Regions from separate parts of the Hordeum vulgare genome. Here region 1 is linked to region 2. The links are chromatin contacts, called in public Hi-C maps. All regions are on one chromosome and are shown on one strand. The core of a region is the stretch at or near the end of the contact, and the rest is flanking DNA. Distances in the headings are between cores, read along the strand shown.

Region 1 (4,373 bases), core at 1,664-4,163, 410 kb before region 2:
TGCCGACCACAGGTAAGACATCGACCGACTCTCCGCTATGGGATACGTGGTTTCAGGACGAGCATGACATGCGACTGCAAACCTTTTTTGTCGGTCGTGCTCATAGCCAGCCCCGTGCACGCGGTAGGACATGCTCGATGTCCCCGCCACCATAACCGTCAGCACCACCAGTCATGAGCGTCGAAGAGGAGGAGGAGCTCGTGAAGAGGGTCCTCGAGTACGAGCGCAGCCGATGGGATGATCCAATCTAAGTTTTTATTTATTTCCTTTCATTTTAGTTAAAGTTTAATGGACTGCCGGGAGTATTTTTGGCCTAAATTTGTGCGTTAAGGTAATGTATAAGTCTAAGTTTTAATTGTTTTATGTTTAAATATAAGTCTAAGTTTTAATTGTTTTATGTTTAAATTTTAGTTCAAAACCAGACATGTTTGGAATGCCTGGGCCGCGTTGGGCGTGTGTACATCCTATACACAAATCCAGACAACGAAATCCGAATAAAATTGTCGTTCGTCTGGAGTGTGTGTTGGAGTTTGCCTAACAAAAGTGTCACTTTCTGAAGTTCTTTGGAATATCATGTCTGCAATGCTGCGCGCTCCAAGATTGCAACCAAACGCCACGCTTTGACGCTACCCCGAGCTTGGTTGAAACGTAATTGCTACACATACGATGTGTTTCTTTGTGTTTCTTTTTGTCCGGCCTGCTGCATTTTGCTTCTGGGTGTGAATGACTCGATCTTCAGTGGCGTACAGAAATCGTATGTGTAGTGTTTTACGTGTAGCATCGTTCTGAAACTTGGGACTTGCAAACTTGGCAAGCAAAAACAGTCCATCCGCGGGAACTTTTACTGTTTCCTGCAGGAAATAACCATTTAATATAACTTTTATAATTGCCGCAGATCAAACATTCTCTAAAACAAAGCCATAGTATGACATCGATGTTTCCACTCCAAACTTTTTTCATTGTTGTCTAAACAGCATAATGATAGGAAAACCCCATGAAACAATTGTGATAATTCAGCAAAAAATTGATCATTTTAAACACAAGCTGTAAAATAGTTCAAACGATTTATGGTAGGACGTTCTGGAGGAGTTTGTATGAACCATAGGAATACCGGAACTTTTAGTCTATACTAAACTTTTTGTGAAGAAGTTTCATGGTGTAGAGGCTTGGGCAAAACTCAATATATTTTTCACTTAAGTTTTTGTGGTCCATGTATTTTTAGATGCAATCAGCAATTTCAATTCTTCAGATCTGAAAAAACACTTACAATTTTAAACTTTGGAAAAGTCAATGAGGGTTACTTCTGTGATTTTTTTAGAACTATTTGCCTAGGAGAAAAATCTCAAAAGTTAGCATATGTAAAATGCTTCAATTTCACTATCCATAATTTTTTACGAAACATTGTCAAGATGTTCTTAGAGGTGTTTTTTTCACGAAGTTTATTTTTTCTTTGCTTGTGTTAAAACTTAAAAGCGAAACACTATTGTCCATGCAAAAAACAAGTGCGGAAAAGAGTGGCTCATTTCGGTGGCAGAAAGGAAGAAAGAAGTGGCAAAAGAAAGTGTCTCCATACAAACGGATATCTAGAAATCTGGTGCACTGAATCGGAGCATTAAACCTAAAGAAAAACTGCCATGCACATTCCATCCATGCCTAGTTGAGACTACTTGATTTGGACTCTATCGGACCGTAGCCAATCCTTTTCCTGTCTTGGATTGGTGTACACAAAACACAGGCACGTCCGCACATGGCTACTACTAAATCGAGAGGGGTCGGACAGCTGATGCAAGCAAAAAATATCAGGCCTAAACATGGAGTCAAAATTGGCAGACGAGCGATGAAGAAAACCGACTTGATAACATTATGGAGCGAAGTCCAAAACTTATTAGCTTCACCACACTAAGCTGGGCACCATCGCATTATACCCATGAATAAGGAGCAATAACAGTAACGTAGAGCAAGTTCACCGCATGAGCAAGAAGAGGTTCTGCTTCAATCTTGGCTTATTGTCATCTCCTCTGCAGATTCTTCCCCAGGCGTCTACTTCCTGCTGAGGACCGCCACGGTGCCGTCCTTCTTGGCGACGATGACCTTGGTGGCCATGCCGAGGAACATGCCGTGCTCGACGACGCCCGTGATGCGCAGCAGGCTGTCGCTGATGTCGCGCAGGTTGCCGTGTATGCCGTCGTCGAAGAACATCTCGACGATGTAGTTGCCGTTGTCGGTGAGGAAGAGGTCCTCCTGGTGGTCGCCGGCCTTGGACTTGACGGTCCTGAGCCTGGCGTGGAAGCCCGGCAATTTGTCGAACACCTTGCGGATGAGGCCGAGCGTGTAGACGCTGCCGAAGGGAACGACCTCGACAGGGACGGCGCCGGTGCAGCCGAGGCGGGGGACGAGCTTGGACTCGTCGACGATGACGACGAAGCGGGCACCGGCCCCCTCGATCATCTTCTCGCGGAGGAGCGAGCCGCCGCGGCCCTTGACGAGGTTGAGGTCCGGGTCGACCTCGTCGGCGCCGTCGATGGAGAGGTGGATCTCGGCGGCGTCGGCGAGCGCGAGCATGGGGATCCCGACGCGCGCGGCGTGCGCCTCCGTCTTGAGGGAGGTGGGCACCCCGGCGACCCCGCGCAGCGCGCCGGTGCGGAGGAGGTCCCCGAGGCGGTCGAGCGCGTGCGCGGCCGTGGAGCCGGTGCCGAGCCCCAGCGTCATGTCGGACTCCACCATGTCGACGGCGCGGTGCGCGGCGACGCGCTTGAGGTCCTCCTGCGTCGCCGCGTCGAGGGCCCGCGGCGGCGAGGCGGCGCTGCCCATGGCGGCGCGGGGGGCGAGGGTTTCTTGGAGGGATTGGGGTGGGAACAGAAACGGGAGGTGGGGGATTTTTAGGAAAGGAGGCGGCGGGAAATGGGAGCCTGTGGTGTGGGGGGAGATGGCACAGAATCGGCAGCATTTATGGGCATCGGAATGCGTGATAGATGCGGCGAATCAGGGACCTGACGCGGTCTTTATTCCCACGCGTTGTAAAATGGAACGGAAATTAATTCTAGGTGTCCTCTACGCTGCGTGCAGCACTCCTCTCCGTTGCTTGCCCTGCAGTCTGCAGTGCCATGATTCACGTTGCTGGGACGACATACGGACGGAGACGGCGTGGTTCATGCTTGATTACTATCATCATCGTTTCGGTGCTCATCTGATAGGCCTATCTTCAGAGGGATGCAAACTTTCTACCACTGCCCCAGTGAGACCATGTCAGATATGAGTATATTGTGGTTCGGTAACTGTCCTTTTTCTTTTATTATATCGAGTGGTTCAGTAGCTAACTTTGATGAACTCAAATTTCAGTTTTTATAGCGCATGTCCAAAAGTTACCTGCCAAATTCATTTATTCAGGTAAGTTAAAAAAAAATCAAAGTGTAGCCCTGTAAAATATTATTCCCTCCTTTTCCAGAATAACTTATGTGGTTCTAAGTCAGTTTCTCACTTCTCAAATCAAAATATAACCTACAAATAGTGAAATGAGTATAGCTTAGGTGATTAACTTTTTTTTTTAACCGCGCTTCTACCCCTTTCCATTACTTTCACATAACGGAAATACATCGGTCCAAGGAACAACAACCGAAAGGAAACATGAAAGGGGAAAAAGCGAGTCCAAAACATCGAAGGGAAACCCACCATGAGCGTCTGTCAACGAGTAACCCACCATGGGGCGAAAACCCAACGACACCTACTCACTACCACAGCTAGTCTAGATCAAAGAGGCAAGTCTAGGAGATCACTCCTAGTCTAGATCAAAGAGGCAAGTCTAGGAGATCACTCCAAAAGCAGCTCACGCAGGAGTAGCATTAACAAAGCACTAATGCAAAATGACGGTAGCAGCAGATCAGTCGACCTTCATCCCATCGAACGTGGCGCAGATTCTCATCAAGTTTGTTGCAGGAGTATTCAACATATTAGCCCCGTGTTCCATGGTCTCCTCGTCCTCTCCAACGAATAAACCTGCCCAATACGAAAAGAATCCACACGGAGAGAACACCACATCAAAAGGGGTGCTCAAAATTTTGTTCTCAAAGGTGGCTGTGTTGTGACTGTTCCATATGGCCCAACACACTGATGCAAGGCCAAATGTATAAAACCCCATATCATCAGTGTCACGCCCCAGATGCGGTCTTATCCTTATTTTTGGCTCGAGGGTCTCGATAAATGGAAAAGAATTATTGGCAAGGGTTTTTTAGGCCAAGATGTAGTAGAAGGCATGGACATTGCAAGTGTGTTTGTGGGTGATTCCAAAAGGGATATTTATTATAGCTCCCTAAAATATTGGGAGGATATGTTATAAAGAGAAATTACCATGTGAATTCCCTCGATTTAAATGGATC
Region 2 (4,205 bases), core at 1,596-4,095:
CATCTAGTAAAGAGGAGTGCTCCTTGATTTCCTTGGCAAAATTTATTAAGCTCATAGTGTGTGGTCATAAAAAAATTCATGGAACTCTCAATTTAAGTCATCCTCTCGTAATAGGAGATCTAATAGAATTTATCTTGAGACATAATTATGAAACAAGAAAAGTAACAAGCAAAGCAAGTAAACTAACAACTATAACAAGCAAGCAAGTAAACTAGCAAAGATAAATATTTTTGTATTTTTGATATATTTATGCAAACTAAGATAACAACAGATAAAAATTAGAACAAGTGAATGATAGTTTGTGTGAAGGTACTTGATAAGTATTTGGTGGTACTCACTGGCAATGGCGCCATAAATTCTTCCTACTACTTGTAAACCGTGTTAGGATTTTCCCCGAAGAGGAGGGGAGATGCATCATAGTAGAGATAAGTATGTTCCTAAGTGAGAAGCAAGGTTACCAAACCAATAGGAGGACCACGCAAATGCCTGACTTCAGTGCCTACACACAAAAGAGCTTACACTTGCACCCAATGCGGGCAAGAGGATTGTCAATCCCCTTGAACTCGTTACTTGCAAGAGATAAGTAGTGATAGATAGATAATATAAATGTAAAATAAATATAAAGTAAAATTATAGAATATAAATAACAGAAATGTTTTTACTGTTTTGAAATTTGATTTGTAGAGACCCGGGTACATAGTATTCGCTAGAGGCTTCTCTCTCGTATAAAGCTTACGGTGGGTAAACAAATTACTGTTGGGCAATTGATAGAAAAGTAGATAGTCATGCAATATTTATTCATGGCAATGATAATTACATATAGGCATCACATCCATATGCAAGTAGACCGACTCCTGCGTGCATCTACTACTAATACTTTGCTCATCGACCGCTATCCAACATGCATTTTGATTATTAAGTAAAACAGAGTAACTCCTTAAGCAAGATGACATGATGCACACAAAGTAAAAAACAACTAATATGAATACACCCCATTGTTTTATCCTTAATGGCAGCAATACAAATACGTGGCATGTCCCTCTCTGTCAGTGGGATTGAGCACCTCAAGATTGAACCCATTACAATGAACCACTCTCGTTGAAGAAAAATCAAACTAGTTGGCAAAACCAACCCGAGATCGGAGAGAAATACAAAACTATCATAATCATGCATATATAAAAGATTAGCAAAGACTCAATATACTTTCATGAATAATTTGAACATAAACTTGTAATTCATCGAATACCAACAAACGCACCGCACAAGAGTGATGACATAAGATAGATCACTAGGGAATCGTGGTGATCTTGGCAATGAAAATCATATAGAGAAAGAGAGATAGACATCTAGGTACTATCTACGGACACGTAGGTCTGTGGTAAACTACTCACACATCATCATGGGAGCAGCAAGATTAATGTAGATGCCCTCCGTGATTGATCCCCCTCCGACAGGACACTGCAACAGGGCTACAGATGGGAACATGGCAGAACTGAAGTTTGTGGCAGCGAAAAAAGTGTGTCGGGAGGCTCTCTAGGGGTTTTCCCCAAATAAGTGAATTTGTATAAAAGAGATCAGGGCCAGAGGCCGTGGGAAGTTGCCCCAGGCCATATGGGCGCGACCGCCACCCTTGGGCGCACCCTGTTGGCTTGGCCCAATCTCGTGTGGCCTCCGTTCTACCTCCAAAGCTTCTCGGTCTTACTGTTTTCTAGAAAAATCATCAAAAAGTTTTAGGGCATTTGGACTTCGTTTGGCATAGTATTCTTGAAAGGACAAAAACATGCAGAAAACAACAAGTGGCACTAGGCACTGGGTTAATAGGTTAGTGCTCAATAATGATATAAAAAATCATATAAATTCTTATAAAACATCCAAGATTGATAATATAATATCATGGAACAGTCAAAAATTATAGATACGTAGGAGACGTATCATTCATATACACGAGCATTATACGACCGGTTGCATCACAAAATTATGTCATGTGACAACGTAGGTGTGACGGAAATTGGAGCTATTTTGATATATAAGACTATAAGGTGGGCTGACCCATTTCATCTAACGGGTCACCCGGTGCCGGCTTTGTTGATCCAAATCTCATTTGAGACCAACACACAAACCCATTGGACTCAAGTTTTTGGATCGGATCAGCAACTCGATGGGCCGACTCGGTTGATTCCCATCCTGACTTTTGGCCTCTTTGTTCCTTCTTTGCGAGTTCTCATCACACAATTGTTAAATAGTTAACTAGATGATGGTGGTGCCATATGTTATGAGCATCAGTACGAGTGGGTGACTCTCATACCGCATGTCGTCTTATCCTCTAGGAGGATCTGCATGCCTGGTTTTCTTCCAACATGATCTTCTCTGAATGATAGATTATTATGGTGTTAAGTAGCATCATTTTCACTTACAAATATTGTATTATATTCAATGCTCAAAATCACCTTCTCTTTTTAAAACTTGGCCTGCGCGAACACGTATTTTTTCGAAGTTCTTGCGGTTGTCATGGAAAATAAAGGGTAAAAAGTGATGCAAGAATTCTAAAATTCCTAGTAGTATGAGATAAGGCCAACTCCAACGTGTTGACCCATTTGATTCGCTAATGTACGGATAGAAATGTTGGCCCAACACGTAAATGCATCCCCAATTTATGTCCCATGACGTCCGTCCAAACGCATTTCCAACTCAAATTGGCTCCAATTTGTGTTCATGCGAATAGGAGATGGACGCCAGCTTGTCCGCTCAGCTTACGCATGGCACCGCACTTTGACCATCCACCTACCACCACTCGTCATATTAAATGGACACGAGCGCGTTTGGACCCACACGCCAGCCTCAACGCATGAGCAGCAAGCACGACCATGAGGCGTCATCCTCGTCGGGAGTGCGAGCGGCTAGCTTCACTATCATCATGTCACCGCCACACGCCAGCCTCAGCGCACGAGCGTCCGACTATACCTACATGTACATAGATGACACTACCACTAGAAGCACCGCATCCCGGCGCTATGGCCGAATAGGAATTTACCCCCCGACTGTCACCTAAACCCCGATAGGCTGCTGATGCCTGCGGTGCCATAGTCGGCCTGCAAGCGAATGGAGGAGATCTGCCACTGTCGTGTTGGCCTAGATCAGGAGCTGCGTGCCTGCCCCGACTATGCGATGGACTTCCCGTACTGGGATGTGTGGTTCGCTAGCGAACAAGAGGCATACCAGCGTCAAGGCATGGGTTCACCCTTTTCACCGGTTGGGCCACCACCGTCGGTGCTGGTGAAGAAGGAGGAGCAAGACACCTACCTGGATGGCCTTGAGGAGGCCAACCAATGGTAGTACGAGTAGTATGCGCTCCAAGGGGAAGCATGGTGGTATGTCCTCACACATGTGTTGGCCGAAAGCACGACCAGCATGGAGACCAATGCGCCGCCGCCACCAACACCCACGCCGGGCGTGAAGGCCTACACGCGGCCGCCACCACCATCCGTATGCAAGGAACCAACATGGGTGACCACGTAATAGTGGACGACCAAAGTGTCGATGTACCTGTCGCATGGTGTAACGCTTCAAGAGTGTAACTTGTCTTATTTGGAACCTTGTGTATGTGGATCCATCTTCACTAGTGGAGAAAGGGGTATTAGAACCGGTTGGTAAGGGCCTTTGGACCCGGATACACATCCGGTGCTACGTATCCGGGACTAAAGCCCCCCCCCCCCCCCCCCTTTAGCACCGGTCTCTTACAAACCGGTGCTAGAGGCCTCCACGTGGGCGCCGAAGAGTGCGCGCAGGCGGAGGACCTTTAGAACCGGTTGGTAACACCAACCGGTCCTAATGGTTTTTTTTCTTTTTTTTCCCTTTTCTTTTCAGGGTTTCCGATTCCGTATTTCGGTGTTTCCGTGTTCCGTATTTTAAGGGTTTTCGTTTACCTGTTTCCGGTTTCGTATTTCCGTTTACGTCTTTCCGATTCCGTGTTTCCGATTCCATGTGTCCGTGTTCCGTTTTTTACGAACACGGAAACGGAAACACGTAATCGGAAACACGTATCCGGAAACACCGATTCCGTGTTTGCGGTTAAGTGTTTCCGATTCCGTGTTTGCGGTTAAATGTTGATGCACCAAATAAAAGTACATATTTACATGTAACACGAAGTACTGGACCGATTATCATTACATAATTTGAAGTTCGTTTCCTATAGCTGTATACTTGCA

Evidence for each region. Hi-C and Micro-C count contacts between places; a contact is called where the count stands out from the background.
Region 1: a contact with region 2 is called in a Hi-C map of seedling, with 2.1 times the contacts expected there. The contact joins the promoter of LOC123426431 here to the enhancer-like site in region 2. A contact is called at or near these places in 1 of 6 Hi-C or Micro-C datasets (seedling) and 1 of 1 datasets of contacts at active chromatin or transcription factors (embryo).

Annotation. Positions count from the first base shown.
Region 1 is chr2H:405,485,628-405,490,000 of MorexV3_pseudomolecules_assembly, reverse strand. LOC123426431 (probable ribose-5-phosphate isomerase 2) reads right to left here and starts at 2,913. Exons shown (of 1, transcript XM_045110269.1): 1 at 1,839-2,913. The coding sequence starts at 2,811. The coding sequence ends at 2,041.
Region 2 is chr2H:405,080,246-405,084,450 of MorexV3_pseudomolecules_assembly, reverse strand. No RefSeq gene overlaps it. Among protein-coding and RNA genes, the nearest start is that of LOC123426430, 170 kb to the right of the region's middle. Within about 2 kb of position 2,845, at least 3 of the 3 cell types and tissues checked have open chromatin away from gene starts, as enhancers often do. A contact at or near this core is called in seedling, where this site is marked.